Linked DNA regions of Danio rerio: regions 1 and 2 are each linked to region 3. The links are chromatin contacts, called in public Hi-C and Micro-C maps. All regions are on one chromosome and are shown on one strand. Each heading gives the region's core, a stretch centred on a gene start, on an enhancer-like site or on the middle of the called end of the contact. The rest is flanking DNA. Distances are from core to core; before and after follow the strand shown. Region 1 holds the start of LOC101884756. Region 2 overlaps nedd4l (NEDD4 like E3 ubiquitin protein ligase). Region 3 holds the start of nedd4l (NEDD4 like E3 ubiquitin protein ligase).

Region 1 (2,700 bases), core at 40-2,539, 150 kb before region 3:
CAGGGAATATGGCACACGTAACTGTTAACAGTAGGCTATCTCAAATAAACCTAGTTGGACTTTTTATCAGTGTAACATTATGTTAAGCTAACTATGCGTAAGTTCTTTCTGAGACCAGCGTTATACATTTTTATTAGATTTTTTACATACTTGAAATCTTTTCTCTCTTTTTTTTGGCTTGGCAATTGGGTTTAATTACACAAACAACGTGTCATGGGACATAAATATGCACAATTTGACCAATAATTCCTTTAAATAAATATAGGATGATGAGTAAATTAGCGTCTCAAAAACTGTTAACGTTAACTTACCTTCACCGTCGACGAACAAAGAATGGCACACATAAGTTAACGTTAAGTAACTGTAAACGTTAACGTTAGCTATAACAGACCCACCTCTGTTGTATACGTTAGCTCAGCATTATTTATTTTTCTTTCCAATGAATTTCACCATAAGCGTTTTATGTAGTTGTCGACGTTTATGGATTATTAATGACAAGGCAGCGCCGTAAAATTGTCTGTTGTTGAAGAATTGAATATGTCTCATTGGTGAACCGACTAGCAGAGTGGCGCAGCGGAAGCGTGCTGGGCCCATAACCCAGAGGTCGATGGATCGAAACCATCCTCTGCTAATTTTTTTCATGAGTTTTATTAATAACAATAATGACCGTAATAGAAAAATTGTAATGTTATGCACATTGTTTTCAACTCAGTATATTTTTATTTTAAATTAACCTAAATGTATTCGCTGCTTTATATGGAATTTTATAATATCCCCATGCACTATATATAGTTATACGTCTAATAAAAAGTTATGTTTTAATTTTAATGCGCTATTTCATTGTAAGTTATGATAAGAAAAAAAGGGTAAATAAATAATTCCTAAATTTATTGTAGAATACACAAACAATGTATTACGTTTGCATGTATCACAATTTTTGTCAAGTTTTATGCTTTTCTGTGTTTTTTTTAAAAATGAGCAAATAAACAGTAAACAGTCATCATACCAGTTTGTAGACGAGCGTGGATTCAGGATATCTTCTTTTGCCGTAAGTAAAGACAAACTGTATGTATCCAGATTAACTTCCCTCATTGATGTCATAATGTCGGTTATTAAAAGGCTATTTTATCCAATTCTTAACTCCAGTTAGAATTCTTTTAGAAAAAAGTGGCTAAAATAGCATGTACCATACAGAAGATCTCACAATATGTCCCGCTGAAAGATTAAAATAGCCAGCATTTGTCAATTGTATGCAAACTCTTTGGAAGCTTAGAGAAAAAACAAAAACCTTAAGCCACTCCTGCAGGGAATAAATATAGCGGATGGCATTGTTTCAAAGGTTAACCAAATCCCACCCATTCAACTGAAATTAAAAAAAGAATATTGAATTGATTATTATTCAGTTTTGAATGAATGATACGTTTTAAAAATAAACCATAGAATTCGCTTCCTGATGCGGTCAGCGTTTATTATAAACATGTATGGTCTTTATATTAGTGTAATCTATGTGGTTTTCAAACCTCAGGGACTTCAAGGTGCCACAAGGAGGTGCTATGGAGTCGGGGAAAATATTTGGAGAATAATGTCAAAGGAAATATAAATTCATTAATTTTCCTCCGGCTTTAAATTGTAATAATTAATTTATTCTTTTATTTTTTTTGGCATAGTCCCTTTATTCATCTGGGGTCCCCACAGTGGAATGAACCGCTAACTTATCTAGCTTATGTTTTACTCAGCAGATGCCCTTCTAGCTGCAACCCGAATTACCCGATACTGGAAAACAATTAAAATTGATTCATTCAATTACTTTTTGGCTTAGTCCTTTTATTTTTCAGGAGGTGCCACACCAGAATGAACCGCCAACTTATTATACAGCATATGTTTAACACAACAGAGGCCCTTCCAGCTGCAAGCCAGTACTGGGAAACAATTAAAATGTATTAATTCATTTACTTTTCGGCTTAGTACCTTTATGGGTCGCCTCAACAGAATGAACCACCAACTTATCCAGCATATGTTTTACACAGCAGATGCCCTTCTAGTCACAACCCATTACTGGGAAGCATCCATACACTCTCACATTATCACCTATTTTGCTGCAACTCAGTATTGGGAAACAATTAAAATATAAAAAAATAAAAAATATATATATAATTAATAAAATCTTTAAATAAGTTGAAAAATAAATAATAAATAATACAAAAAAAAACACATACGAATTAAACAATTTAAATTAAAATTAAAAACAAAAATTGATTACTGTAATATAAAACAAATTAGATAAAGTGAATTAGTACATAAACATTCTATAATTATATTATAATTTATATAATATTTAAATAAAAAAATAGGATGATCATCTGTGGGTCCATTATAATGAATCCATACACTCTAAAAAAATAAAGGTACATGAGCTGTTACTGGGGTGATGCCTTTTCAGAAGGTACATGTTTTACTTAAGGGTATATATATATCCTTGTCCTTGAGGTATTAACATGGACCTTTAAGGTACAAATGTACCATCTCGGTGACAGCGTGTGTACCTTTATTTCTGAGAGTGTATTGCACGCAAGTAGAGCAGCTCGAAGATCTGCATTCTTGAATGTTTATCTGTAAAAGAACGTGTCCCCCTAGCATTTAAATGTAAATTTAATATATTGAATATATTGAATTAAATATGTTGTTTGTTATAATTTTTTA
Region 2 (2,700 bases), core at 201-2,700, 160 kb after region 3:
TTACTGTTATTATTTATTTATTTTTGCATGTGTTTGTTTTTGTATGGCTCTGTCGGGATAGGGTGGGTGTTCTTTGGTTGGTATTTGGTTACTAATGCATTATATATGCATCACATTTTTTTCTTAACGTTTTGAAACAATAAAAGTATTATTTTAAATAATTACCTCGAATAAAATGTAGCTTTTACACACATACTCAGTATACACATACAAAACAAACTGATAGCCATACCAACACACCCATGTAAATATAATGAAATTATCGGAGTTCTTTCTGTGCTCAAAAGCAGAACCTGTGAAAATGTGACACAAAATTACAAATTTTGCTTTGCCTATTAACAAAGAATGCCTGTTTTTTTTTTACTGAAATGGCTCTGAGAATAAATATAGTTTGTCCTGAAGGGCCTGCAATACTTTTTTTTATCTGGTATTAAATACTGTAGGTTACTGAAGTCTATCCCAGATCAGTCGAGATTATACTGTGATCAATTTGTACTTTGTGTATGTTTTTTTTTAAATATTGCCCAGTCCCATATTTTATGAACTGCACTGTAATCTAACTGTAGATTGCCTTTATTTGCTTGCTTATTGTCTGTTAATTTAACCAAGTTTAGCTTTATATTTAATATATTAGTTTATTTATTTTATATTCATAATTTTTTTACATTTAGAACAAAAATAAATATGTATATATAATGATTTAATCAAATGTATGTGTCATATAAACATACTGTGCAAAATTCCTCTTCAAACATCACTTTTAACCATTACTGTGTTTCTTTTTATTAGTTTTAAGCCATTTTAAATATTTCAGAATCTGCTATTGAGTACATGCATTTATTTTGACCATGCATTTTTATATTAATAGACATATCAGGTAGATTTGAAGCCAAGCGGATCAGACATGGTTGTAACCAACGACAACAAGAAGGAATACATCGAGTGAGTGTTTGTTTCTCTTGCTCCATATGCAAAACCCTACAAATGGTATACATTATGTTTTATTAACAATATCCTTTTGTGACTCTGTACAGTCTGGTGATTCAGTGGAGGTTTGTGAACAGGGTCCAGAAACAGATGAACGCCTTTTTGGAAGTACGTGATCAGTTAAACAGTTTCCTGTAGTTCTAGCTGTTGCCACTAGGTGGAGGCAGAAGTTTGATTAACAGTAATAACAGCATTCCAGTGTGATATAATGATCATGTCTTATATCTGCTCAACAGGGCTTCACTGAACTCATTCCCATCGACTTAATAAAGATTTTTGATGAAAACGAACTGGAGGTATTGGCTTCCCACATTATACTCTGCTGTTTTTATTTTTAAAAAATAATCCTTTATAGCTAACACACTTATCAAAGTGTCTCTGTTTTGTTGAATGAATCATTTCTTCACTCATGCATTTCTCTCTGAGCTGGTGTTTGCACAGGGAGTGAACATCACACTTAATTTCATCGTTGCAGCAGATAATAAATAGATAAAAGATAAAACCATATACTGTGGGCTCAGTCTGACAGCCAGTAGAGAGTCTGCTGTATTATTTATAATGCAGTGTATTTGCTGCATGATTTCAGCAGAGTGAAACTGTTTTTGGAATACCTGATTTATATACAACATTTTAAGTGTTTGACACGTGTGTTTGTTTGGTTATTGGGGGAAGGGCTGCCTTTTTGTTTGCGTGTTTGTTTTTTTGGGATTTTTTTGTTTGTTTTTTGTATTTGGTTTAGCTGTTTTGGGGGTTATTTTGTGGTGGGGTGGGGGTGTATTTTTGTGTGATTTGTTTGTGTTTTTACTTTTTAGGGAGTAGTTGTTTTTTATGGGAAAGATGTTTTGTTTTTTGTTTTTGCATTTTGTTTTTATGGAGTTGTTTTTTTGGGTGGGCTGTTTTGTTTAGTTTTTTCAGGAGGTTTTTTCTGTTGTTTATGTGTGTCTGTGTTTTTTAATGATTTTTTTTTTTTTTTTTTTTTATTGGGGCTTTGTGTTTTGGGCTTTATTTTCATTTTTTTAATGGTCAGACTGCCAGCATGTGTAAGCTCTTTAGTTATGTAGTAGTTTTAAAACCAAATTCACAAGAAGGGCATAACATTTGTACAGCACATTATTATTATTATTCATATTATTATTAGATTTGCTTGCCATCAATAGTTGAATGTTACAACTTCTGCGAATGGGGTGAATGTGCTAGCTCAAATTTAGGTATAGAAACACAAATTCATAAAGACTATTTAGTTTCTGTTCATTACTTTCCTAATGCATGACAATATAATATTTACTTTTAAGTTATTGACCGATTATTAAAATTTCTAAAAAAATAATTATAATATACAGTGCTCAGCTTTTATAAGTACACCCCCCACAAATCTCTCATTTAAAATAATATTATCTATAAGATGATTTACAATATTATATTTGTGCATATATATTATTCAGTCTAATACCAAATCTGGAGCTAATCTAACAAAATAACCTACGTTAAGGGTTAAAAAAGTAGCTCAAATTTGTATGTGAGGGAAAAATATTAAATAACATTTTAAAAAATAGCAAAAACCAAAAGAAACTAAAAATATATATAAACCTTTGTCGGAATGTGGGTTGTAATTTTGTTTTGTAATATTTTGCATGAATGTTCGGTGACTAAAATTATATTTTAATAAATATATCTGTTTAATAAATCTGTTTTGTTTAAATGCACCAAAATATA
Region 3 (2,700 bases), core at 170-2,669:
ATAATTATAAACAATCGATATTCTAAATAGTTTTATAAAAGCTCTTTTCCCACACAACAGCAGCAACATTCATAATAATAATAATAATAAAAATTTAAAAATTTAAAATAATAATACTAATAATAGTTTTTAATTATTTATTCATTTTATGTTAGGCTTAGTTCCTTTAATAATCAGGGGTCGCCCCAGCGGAATAAATCACCTTTTATGATTATTACAATTATAACAATAATTGTTATTATTATTCATTCATTCATTTTCTTTTTGGCGTAGTCCCTTTGTTAATCAGGGGTTGCCAGACCAGAATGAACCGCTTATTATAATTTTTATAATAATAAATAAATAAATAAATAAATAAATAAATAAATAAATAAATAAATAAATAAATAAATAATAATAATAATAATAATAATAATAATAATAATAATAATAATTATTATTATTATTATTATTATTATCGTTATTATTATTATTATTATTATTATTATTATTATTATTATTATTATCATTATTATTATTATACACCTGGATTTTTCTTAATTATTCAAATAAAGGCATGCCATTTTATGTTTATGGTTTCCCAGTGTTGTGTTGCAGCTGGAAGGCCATCCGCTGCGTTAACTATGTGCTGCATAAGTTGGTGGTTCATTCCACTGTGGCGAGCTCTGATTACCAAGCCAAAAAGAAAATGAATGAATGAATGGATTTTCTATATCACTTTATATTAGGCAACTTGAACGAACATTTATGTTTTGCCTTTGGGCAAAATTTGTTAGACTGTCTGACCCCCAAAAAGGCCTTCTTTCACAAACTTTTACCTCAAAATGTCTTAGTTTGATCCTCAAGTTCAGTTTAGTCTGTTAGGCATCACTTAAAGTCACGAGCAACAAAAGACCAGTAGCCTATAAACCAGCAGAAAACATCTTTTAGTTCCGTTCCTGTAGGCTATTTCACATGTACAATGACTCATGATACATAGCGATTGGACTTTGCCCAGTTTTGGATGTTAATCATAAATAAATGATCATGTTTTGACAGTGTCGCTTTTTAACTCTAGAGGGTGCAAGAACACTGCTAATATGAGTCCACTTAAACGGCTTTAAGATTCAAGAAGATTATCAATGGATCTTTATATTACTTAAGCAACAATAAATCATATACTTACATAATACACACACTCAGCTCCACTTATCAACATACGACATAGTTCAATGCCAATCTCATATCAGTCCTATATTGAGATGTAGGAAACTACCCATCCCTGATTACTCCACAAAAGTGTAACAACATAGCCCCGCCTACCGTCGACGCTAATTGGTTATTCCATCCTTCTTGAGTTTCGGAAAAGCTTGTGATTGGCGTAATATGTTGTCAATCATTTCAGCTGGGAGTGTTTCGGATCCTGAGAGGAAGTGAATGATTCGCGTTTGCACTTGACGAGGGGAAATCATATTGTTGGGGGAAATTAAGCGTGTATCCACCTAAATTCCGCCGTTAAATGAGATTAAACTGGCGGACGTACATCTTTAGGCACGATATGGTTTAAAAGGATAACCGTTTTTGGAGTCAGACTTCGTTGCTTTGGATTAACTTGGAGGTGGAGGAGGACACACTTTGCTATTGTTCCAGCTTTCACACTAGTGTGTGTGTGTTTTTGTGTATGTGTGTGTTAAATTGCCTTTTGGCTTTATGGCTACGAATTTTGAACCCATTTATGGACTTTCAGAGGATGAAGTAAGTACTGTTTTTTCAAACCACACCACCTTTAAGACACAGACATGTCTTCCACCATATTAATACTGTATGTTTATCATTTTTTCATAACCCATGTTGTGTGTTCCAGTATGACAGATGAGAGGGATACATTTTATAAAGCCTAATGTAATTTCATTGTTATAAATATTACAAATAAGAGGTTAGTAATTGTATCAAGCTCATCAGTTTTGTTATTCCCACATTTCCCTAAATTCCAGTGTTAGGTAATCAAGAACTGTCAGTTTCATTAAGCATAATATAATAATTGAATTATTCAAGTATACATATCAAAGTTAGCAAGTTTTCGAAGTCAACACAGACTTTTGCTTCACACATTTACATAACATTCAATGTAAAATCAAGTGTTCTATCCAGTTAAACTGTTATCAAATCCCTTTTAATACAAGTTACAGTCTGGTAATGTGCTGATTTTTATGATGGCACACTAAACTTTGTGCTGTATTGTAATTGAAATGTTTTGTTTGTTATGTTATTTTCTTTAATTATTGACCATGACACTCCAATTGACGGATTTTTAGATGTGTTTGTTTCTCCCTTAGGAAAGGTAATGTATTTAAAGCACATTTATAGTTTTATAATTACCTCGAATAAGCCAAATAAGAATGCATTATCATGATTTATGTCTAGTGACCAGGTGAAACCAGCGTTGCAGTGTTTCTTGTGATATTACAGCAGATTACGTACTGAAGAAACCACAAAACCCATGTTGTTTATCATAACATTAAGAGCCCTGGTGTAACCCCTGAAAATTCAGGTCAGCTGTCTTGAGAGTGGCCTTAGGAAGCAGGTGTTTGTGAATCATTTGGATCTATGTTGGTGCCTTTTAAAAATATTAAGGAATTGCTGTTTATTTTAGCTGGCACACTGGATCTATCTTGTAGTTTTCAATGCTAATGGTGATATGGTTCAAGGCTGCAAATTGTT

Evidence for each region. Hi-C and Micro-C count contacts between places; a contact is called where the count stands out from the background.
Region 1: a Micro-C map of caudal fin shows a contact between it and region 3, with 12 times the contacts expected there. The contact joins the promoter of LOC101884756 here to the promoter of nedd4l in region 3. A contact is called at or near these places in 5 of 18 Hi-C or Micro-C datasets (caudal fin, embryo, hematopoietic stem cells and 1 more) and 2 of 4 datasets of contacts at active chromatin or transcription factors (caudal fin and gastrula embryo).
Region 2: a contact with region 3 is called in a Hi-C map of embryo, with 4 times the contacts expected there. The contact joins the enhancer-like site here to the promoter of nedd4l in region 3. A contact is called at or near these places in 7 of 18 Hi-C or Micro-C datasets (embryo, hematopoietic stem cells, skeletal muscle and 1 more) and 1 of 4 datasets of contacts at active chromatin or transcription factors (caudal fin).

The regions. Positions count from the first base shown.
Region 1 is chr21:12,566,145-12,568,844 of GRCz12tu, reverse strand. LOC101884756 reads right to left here and starts at 1,289. Exons shown (of 12, transcript XM_005173870.6): 1 at 1,007-1,289. The coding sequence starts at 1,101.
Region 2 is chr21:12,263,796-12,266,495 of GRCz12tu, reverse strand. It overlaps nedd4l (NEDD4 like E3 ubiquitin protein ligase), which reads left to right. Exons shown (of 31, transcript XM_682997.8): 25 at 869-942; 26 at 1,035-1,095; 27 at 1,224-1,283. The region is part of intron 2 of LOC141379988 (a long non-coding RNA gene); the gene reads right to left. Among named protein-coding and RNA genes, the nearest start is that of mir122, 18 kb to the right of the region's middle. Within about 2 kb of position 1,450, at least 4 of the 62 cell types and tissues checked have an H3K27ac peak or open chromatin away from gene starts, as enhancers often do.
Region 3 is chr21:12,419,370-12,422,069 of GRCz12tu, reverse strand. nedd4l (NEDD4 like E3 ubiquitin protein ligase) reads left to right here and starts at 1,419. Exons shown (of 31, transcript XM_682997.8): 1 at 1,419-1,734. The coding sequence starts at 1,690.